Linked DNA regions of Sus scrofa: region 2 is linked to region 1. Evidence: chromatin contacts called from public Hi-C data. All regions are on one chromosome and are shown on one strand. The core of a region is the stretch at or near the end of the contact, and the rest is flanking DNA. Distances in the headings are between cores, read along the strand shown.

Evidence for each region. A called contact is a pair of places that touch in the nucleus more often than the background predicts.
Region 2: a Hi-C map of liver shows a contact between it and region 1, with 1.5 times the contacts expected there. The contact joins the promoter of NT5C2 here to the enhancer-like site in region 1. A contact is called at or near these places in 8 of 47 Hi-C or Micro-C datasets (heart right ventricle, liver, retroperitoneal adipose tissue and 1 more) and 2 of 2 datasets of contacts at active chromatin or transcription factors (alveolar macrophages and skeletal muscle).

The regions. Positions count from the first base shown.
Region 1 is chr14:114,124,959-114,129,240 of Sscrofa11.1, forward strand. All of the region lies in intron 2 of NT5C2 (cytosolic purine 5'-nucleotidase), which reads right to left. All of the region lies in intron 11 of PCGF6 (polycomb group RING finger protein 6), which reads right to left. Among named protein-coding and RNA genes, the nearest start is that of NT5C2, 40 kb to the right of the region's middle. Within about 2 kb of position 2,248, at least 26 of the 83 cell types and tissues checked have an H3K27ac peak or open chromatin away from gene starts, as enhancers often do. A contact at or near this core is called in liver and skeletal muscle, where this site is marked.
Region 2 is chr14:114,164,989-114,169,270 of Sscrofa11.1, forward strand. It overlaps NT5C2 (cytosolic purine 5'-nucleotidase), which reads right to left and starts at 2,472. Exons shown (of 18, transcript XM_001929278.6): 1 at 2,373-2,472. All of the region lies in intron 10 of PCGF6 (polycomb group RING finger protein 6), which reads right to left.

The DNA of each region.
Region 1 (4,282 bases), core at 998-3,497:
TCTATTCTTACGCTAATACCACACTGTCTCTTTTACCACAGGTTTACAAGGTTCCAGTACAATTTTTGTTGATTTAATTCTAATAACAGTCCTTTCTTATTACTATTAGGGAAATATCTCATAGAAATCAAAATATCACAAAAATTGTGTATATAAGAATTGTTTTCATCCCAAAGTAGAAAACTTATCCACTTATTTCTAAAGACAGCAAAGGAGAATAAAAGGTAATTAATTGACTTCATTTATATGATCCATGTATTTCAAGTGTACTTGTTCATTACCCATTCAGATAGCACAACAATTTCCCCAGGGGCCCCTAGAAATAAATCTAAAAGAATATTTCAGGCTTTACAGTGTTCTCTCACTTACACAGATTTCTTTCTAACCAGTTGTAACATATGCTTTACCATAGGGGAAAAAGTAGTACTAATTACTTCCCAAGAATTTTGCGTCTAGAATCTTCATAAACACTTTCTACTGAAAAACAAAATAAATCTACAAACCAGCTTTACAAACAACCACTTGAATAAACCTAATATTACCAGCATCCCTGATAATATTTATCATAAAAATTATTTAACAAAAGCTGCAAATTTGTAGCCAGTGCTGGAAGGAAAGAAAACATACAAACCTGAAGAGGCAATTCTCTCATATTTTCACACTTAAAGAACCTCAAAATTCTAGTGATGCCATGAGAGGTCTAAAAATAACACAGAATTATTTATACCCATGGCTCTTCTCTTTATTCGATAATGAGGCTTTAAAATAGCAGTAAAATGGGCCAATTTTATTTTGCTCATAATCAATACATGATTAGATTAAAATAAATTATAAACACAAGGCTCTGAAGCGACTTCAAAATTTCTATTAGAAAAAATAACTAGAAAATGAATTAAGAGCTTTGAGAAAATAAAAATTTAAGATGTACTGTATTTTTAAAGACTTATTTTTGAGAGCCCTATGTCTTATTTGATCAAAAGGAATGTTTCTCTCAAGTTAACCAGGTCTAGTTATGCTTAAAGGCTAGAAACGAGATAATTTACAGTATGCAGCTATTAACTTACATGTCACTTATTATAGTGGTCACAAAAAGAATATCAGTAATAATTCAGACTCTGAAACATAAGACAAAATAATATAAAGACAATAAAAAAGCTAGCATAGAACTATTTTATATTGCAAAATAAAGATGAATACGGGATTCCACTTGAAATTATGTTTTGTCTACACTGCCCAGAAAGAAATAATATCCTAAGACTGCTTTTCCATCTTTCACACCATTTTCTAAAGGTGCAAATTTTTAAATGCACTTGAATTTTTAAACTTCAGTCATTTCTATGTAAAATTCTTTGGTAAGACATCACTGTTTGCTTCTAATCTTCATAAACACTTTCTACTGAAAAACAAAATAAATTTACTACAGGGTAAACACAGTGCTTATATCTCACTAAATTTCTATTAAGATTATCCATTCTCAGTGCAGTCTTTCAAAATAGCAACAGTAACTTTACAGCAGATTACATGTGAAACACCAACAATGTAAGCTTTCGGCTGAATTTCTTTCAATCTCTCCCTCTCTCTCCACTCTCAGACTGGTAGCACTGCTTATTAATCTTCCAATTCACTCAGATAACTAGAACATCTCTTTGCTAAGAAAAATGAGGGGGAAAGAATAATAAACTCACTTACCCTTCCTTAGACATTCTCAAAGATCTACTTCCTCTGGAAGAGAATACAGGATCAACAAACAAGCTTCACTGATCTCTTGAGAACTGTAGCTCATTTGTTAAAGCAGAGAACTCAGGCCCTGAGAGGCCCAACAAATTCGGGCACAATGCCGAACCCTAACCAGGCAATATCTCAGATACCAATATCCTCAGCTTTAAAATACTTGAAAACCTAAGAATAATAGGAAAAAACTGGAGAGCAGGAAAAATAACTAATGGTCTGAACTGTCTAGGACTGGCCAGTTTAGGAAGGAGACAATCCAAATGGCAAGTTCCTGTAAGAGACAGGAATCGTTACTGGCAAACACACAGAAAAAGCAAATTTACCCCCTAATGAGGCCCGCCAACAGTACGCAAACAATGTGAGTTTCACAGAAGGGAGCAGCCCTAGTTAGTCCAAATCATTTAGTTTACTCTGGGAGAGAAAAAAAAAAAAAAAAATCAACAGGATACATAATACTTTGTTTTAATTATCAGTTTAGTTATTTCCTCCCTTAGAAAATGAACAATGTGAAGTACAAGAGAAGAAAGTGTTTATGTGCCGATCATATTACGGGAGGAACCTAAAGTATTTCCACACTGTGGTCTTTTTTCTGATCATTAACTGCTTTTAAGGAAAACATCTGTGTTCAAATAATTTACTCAATCGCCTGAAAATTTTAGCTCATGTGAAAAGAAATTTACTGATCTCTGGCATATGGGGGATAAACCCAGAACATTCTAAAGGTTAATTCCAAATCTCAGAGCAAGCTGAAGTTTGAAAGAAAAACATCTGCAACATTCCTGCCTCCTGACCAATATAATGCATAGAGATTATGCAACAGGGGGAGAAATAAACAAGTGTGCTAAACTCTAAGAACACTGAGATGGCAAATAAATCTTCCTAGTGGTTATTCACAAATAAAATATATATACTTTAAAGAAATACTACCTGAATTAAAATTTAATCTAAAAAACTTTAAATACTATCTACATATCTTACCATAAAGGTTTCTGTTAACTACAATGTTTAAATAGTCACCATGTACCTAAAAGCGCTACTAAATACTATAAATTCAAACTAAATTATTTTCAGTTTATTTAGAAAAAAACAGTATGGTGTAATGGCAAGAGAATGAGTACCAGAACAACTATGTTTAAATTCTGCTTCTCTGCTTTCTGGCTGAATAAGCTAATTAACCTAAGCCTGAGATTTTTTTATCTATGGAAGACAGATAACATCTGGTAGGGTTGAGGTCTACCATTTGTAAGTACTCAAAGAACTATTATAACTTGGAGGGGTTGGGGTACAGGGAAAACAATTGCTAAGCATTACCTCACCAAAATCTCTCTCGAAAAATACATTTTTAAAATCCAATTCTCAAAATATATGTGGATATGAAGGTCTTTCACTCTCCTCAAATCAAATTCCATAAACACAAGAATACAAGCTGAATGTGGAAAAATGATCTAATCCTTGAGAGTGCCAACTTCCCATGGCTTCCCTGGATTTCCAGCTCGTGGCATCACAGCTTAGTGTGGTGGAAATAAATGCAATTACTATTTTAAGACTTTACTACTTGTAAAGAGAAAGGAAAACAAAAATCTCCCTTGAACAGAGGGTATACACACTTATATGGGCTTTCTGTGCAAAAGAGAATGCGCTGTCTAAAGATGATTAGCTATTTCAAACTCAGTTCATATATTCAAGAAGTATTTATTAAATCTCTACGTGCCAGTGCCTATCAGTAATACAAAAACAAACATGACATCCTTGTTTTTTCGGAGTTCAAAGTCTAATGGAAGAGGCCCACGCACAAACAGTTAAAAAGTGGTGTGTAACTGTAGTTTTAGAGACATGCACAACAGAAGGGTGCATCTATATTCTCCTACTGAAAGGCAGGATGCTCGAGTTGTTGCTATTGTTAAACTGATGCTATGCTACTCACTTTATATATGTATTATCTTATTTAATACTCAAATAACTCTAAGAGGTAGAAATTATGACAATTTTAATAGATAATGAAACAAAGTTTATGGCAGTGAAATACTGTGATTCTAAAGAAATTAAACGGAATAATCCAAAATGCTAACCCAAGGCCCTGGCTCCTAACCACACCACTAAAATGATTACAAGGTGTTAATCAGACTAAGAAGAAAATGAGGCAGAGAACATTCCAACAGAAGAGAGACTATGAATGAAAAGCAGAGTGACACAGACCTTACGTTGTGTGGAAAATACCTAGAAACAGTTCAGAGTTGATGGGATACAGAATTTGAAGAAGGGAACTGTTCAAGATCAAAGTGGAGGAGTTCCTGTCGTGGCTCAGTGGTTAACAAATCCGACTAGGAACCATGAGGTTGTGGGTTCAATACCTGGCCTTGCTCAGTGGGTTAAGGATCTGGCTTTGCCGTGAGCTGTGATGTAGGTTGCAGACACAGCTCAGATCCCGCATTGGTGTGGCTCTGGTGTAGGCTAGTAGCTGCATCTCCAATTCAACCCCTAGCCTGCGAACCTCCATATGCCGCAAGATCAGCCCAAGAAATGGCAAAAAGACAAAAAAAAAAAAAAAAAA
Region 2 (4,282 bases), core at 1,222-3,721, 40 kb after region 1:
GCTCCCGCGGCATATGGAGGTTCCCAGACTAGGGGTTGAATCAGAGCTGTAGCCACCGGCCTACGCCAGAGCCACAGCAACTCAGGATCCGAGCCGCGTCTGCAACCTACACCACAGCTCACGGCAACGCCGGATCGTTAACCCACTGAGCAAGGTCAGGGATGGAACCCGCAACCTCATGGTTCCTAGTCGGATTCGTTAACCACTGCGCCACGACGGGAACTCCTGATAAAGTTTTTTTAACTACTGAATTTAATTTAAGCTTTTTCTTTTTTTTTAATATTTATTTATTTTCCTTTGTTTCTGCTTAATTTCTTTTTTTTTTTTTTTTTGGTATCTCTTGGGCCGCTCCCACGGCATATGGTGGTTCCCAGGCTAGGGGTCTAATCGGAGCTGTAGTCTCCGGCCTACACCAGAGCCACAGCAACTCGGGATCTGAGCCGCGTCTGCAACCTACACCACAGCTCACGTCAACACCAGATCATTAACCCACTGAGCAAGGGCAGGGACCGAACCCTCAACCTCATGGTTCCTAGTCGGATTCGTTAACCACTGCGCCACGACGGAAACTCCGAATTTAAGCTTTTTGATAAGAGAGGCAAGCAATAAAAACATATCCTTTTTTCAAAAAAACACATTTTGTGTGCTTTCTTTCCCCACTAAACAGTAGCAATAGCCTAGAGACAGGTGAATGAACATTCCTCCTAACATTCCACTGTAATTTGCCTTTCTTTAGGAAGATACACCTGATTTCACTAGTAAGGCTTTGCCGATACCTGAAGTAAATATCTATATACATATTCCTACAATCATAAACTTTTGGAAACCTTTAGCTGATGGCAAATTTTCATACAATGGAATCAAATCTTGGAACTGAATGGACCCTTGCTGAGCATCTCCTTCCGCCCTCTCGTTTTACAGATTAGTTGGTCACTAAACTCTAAAATCTAAATACTGGGTTGATAAGAATAATGCAGCAACCCATACTACCGAAATGTAGCTGCTGATATTGCCACAGAAATGCATTTCAAAAATAAGGTCTGTGTGCTAGCATCAGCCCAGCATGTGGAGTTCTGCTTTTAATTACTAGCTGTGTCTTCTTGAACTTAACCTCTTCAGGCCCGGATGTTTTCATCTTGGTAAATTCTAATCACTACTGAAAAGTGTCCAGGTAAATATAGAAAAAGACCTCAATAATATTAAGTTTTCACGGTGAATGGCACTGTTTCACATTACAGGTAGCAGAGTTTGCATCCGCTGCCTTAAGAGGCAAAAGAGTTGTAGAGACATTATGAAACAAGTTCAATCAAGAGGAACCAGTCTGCACCTGGACATGCACACTCGCGCACACACAACCTTATAAATGGTTGGTGACTAGTCATTGCAGAGCACTGCACTTAGAATGCATCCTCAAAACAACGGCCCAAAGCCGAGAGCAAGGGAAACCACTACATCTGACACCCAGCTCTACCTACAGCCTTGAACAGCTGAGGCCTACCGGAGTCAAAACTCCCAAACGTCACGCTTACAACTAGTGGTTAGGCCTCAGATTTGCATCTCACTCTCGGCCCGCTCTCTCGAGAGCTTCGGGGGTCCCCAGGAAATGGCAACGCATTGACTGCCACCGGACAGCTGGCCCCTGACTTGGGAGCAACTGGAAAATAACAAGCACGGTTTTTGTGGAGGCTTGCAATTCGATGTGCGCTTTCCAGGAAGTGCTGCAAACGACAAAACTGGCATGTGGGCAATCAGTTGGCAATTTCTTGTGGTTCTTGCTACAACGTTCTCAACCCTGCGTACTAACTCGGAAGCCGGCTAGTTCCTCGCGGTCGACCGGGATCGCGCAAGGGGTGGGGAGGCCGGTTAAGAGAGCAGACAAGCAGGCTTCGGGAGAGGAAGCCCGCCGTCGGCCCGAAAAAATAAGCAGATCTGAGTAAAGGGGTGTCCGCCTGCGGCGGGATGGGGGCTGCCACCAGTGTGAGGGAAAAGCGGGGAAACGGGCCGGAACGCGGCAGGGCTGGCTGCAGAGACGAAGGGCCGCGCTCCAAGGAAAGGCGGGTCCCCGCGAGCCCAAGGCCGGGAAACAATGGCGCGACCGTGACGTGGGGCTGGGGGCGTCGCTGCGGCGCGGAGGAAAGGGCTGCTCAGAGGCGGGGGTGACTTGGGGCTGGGTGTGTGAGGAGGCGCCGGTGCGAGGTCCGCGGGCTCGCAGGCGGGCGCTCGGACCAAGAGGGGCTTGAGGGGCGCAGCGAACGGGTGGGGCCCGGGCGGCGGCAGGCGGGGACCCCTGACCCAGGTCGCGCGCTCTGCCGCGCACCCTCCCTCGCCCGCCCGCTCTTTCCCCGCCCGCCCGCGGGTCCCACCGCACTCACCGGCCCCGCCGCACGGCAGCAATCCCAGCGCGCAACTGCCGCAGCCGCCTGGGCGCGCGCCCTCCCCGCCCCCGCCGCCCCGGCCCGGTCCCCGCCCCCTGCTCGCGCCCGGCCAGGGACCGGCGCGCTGTTCCGTTCCCCCGCGCAGCCGCAGAACACCGTTGCCGCGACGCTCCCTGGCTGCGCAGCGATATAGAAGCCACTAAACAGGCCCGCGACTCGCGAGTCTGGGAATCTTCAGACAACACTGCCTGCTGCCGAGCTGTGGGTTGACGCACGTTAACAACCCTTCCTTATCCTTTAGGTCTCCATGCCTAGTCTTTCTGCCGGGCCCTGACTACCTTGCTTACTCCGACGCTTTTTCTTCGAGGGTGGGAGCATCTGTCTTCACAGCCATAGAAACTTCCAGTCCAGAGACTTCAAAAACTATCCGGTCCAGACTCCCAAACAACGCTTGAATTCCAAAGATAACTAAAAGTACCTGCTTTAGAGTTCACCAGGGTTCGAATCCCAGTTCCACAACTTACAAACTGTGTCACCTTTGGGCGAGCTACCTGACCTCATCATACCCAGTTCTGAACTTTCACTCTCTGGCCAAGTCCTACCCTTGGAACCTCAGAGAACAGGTCTAATTTCTCTAACATCTTCTACTTTTAAGGTACTTAAACACTTCTGCCTAAGGTCTTTTCTTATTCAAGACCAGTATCTCCTGTTCCTTCCATTGTTCCTCCTATGCCCTGGTTTTGAGGGTCTTTGTCCTCATTCTTCTCATGCACCTAGTCAGTTTGACTGTGGCTCCTTTAGAGTTTGTTGTCCAAGACTGTCTGCGGTTCCATCAGAGCAAAGCAGGATCTAGCGTCCTCCTTCCTCCTTGCATTCATGCAATAAAGTTCTGGCACCTGCACTACCGGCTTATACCACAGCCTCAGCAACACGGGATCAGAGCCATGTCTTTGACCTACATACACAGCTCATGGCAACACTGGATCCTTAACCCACTGAGCGAGGCCAGAGATCAAACCCGCCTCGTGCATCCTAGACGGGTTCATTACCACTCAGCCGAGAACTACCAGAAATCCCTCCAAGACTTTTTTTTTTAAGTGCTCTGCTGGAGCATTTTTACCCTCTCTTGAGTTTTTGAGCCAACTGCAGTTCAAGTCAGCTGAGGATGGACTTTGGGCTTCTCACCTACTAGATTTTTCAGGATATGTGGGGAGATGAAGTAGGATTGGAAGGTAGTCTAACACTAAACCAGCGTGCATGGAAAAAGGCCAGAGTTTGTGTCTAAAGATCATGTCACTAAGCAAAGATAGGTAGGTAGGTAGATAGATAGATAGAAGGAAATAAGGAAGGAAATAAGTACTTACGTTCATAGGGGTTTCTAAGTACTTAGAAGGAAATAAGTACTATGTTCATAGTGGTTTACTCTAAGTGATAAGACTTTGGAGTGGTTTCTTCTTCATACTTTTTCATAAATTTCCCAAATTTTCTACTTTTTTTTTTTTTTTTTTTTTTGCTGCACCCTCAGCATGTGAAAGTTCTGGGCCAGGGATAAAACTCTAACCAAACTTGCAGCCTGCTCCATGGCTATAGCAACACCGGATCCTTAACCTGCTGTGCCACAAGGGAACTTCCTTTTCTACACTGTTTGTATTACTTTTATAATCAATAAGTTCCTTTCCAAAAGAAAGAAAAAAGTTTTTTGGCCACACCTGTGTCATATGGAAGTTCCTTGGCCAGGGATCAAATCCATGCCACTGCTATAGCAACGCTAGATCCTTAACCTACTGCGCCACATGAGAACTTCCAGAAAAAAAAATTTTTTTTAATCAGATGAAATAACTTAGGGAAAGAAATGGGAAACAAAGCTAAGACATAACAGACTAGGAGAAAACATTTATAATACATAA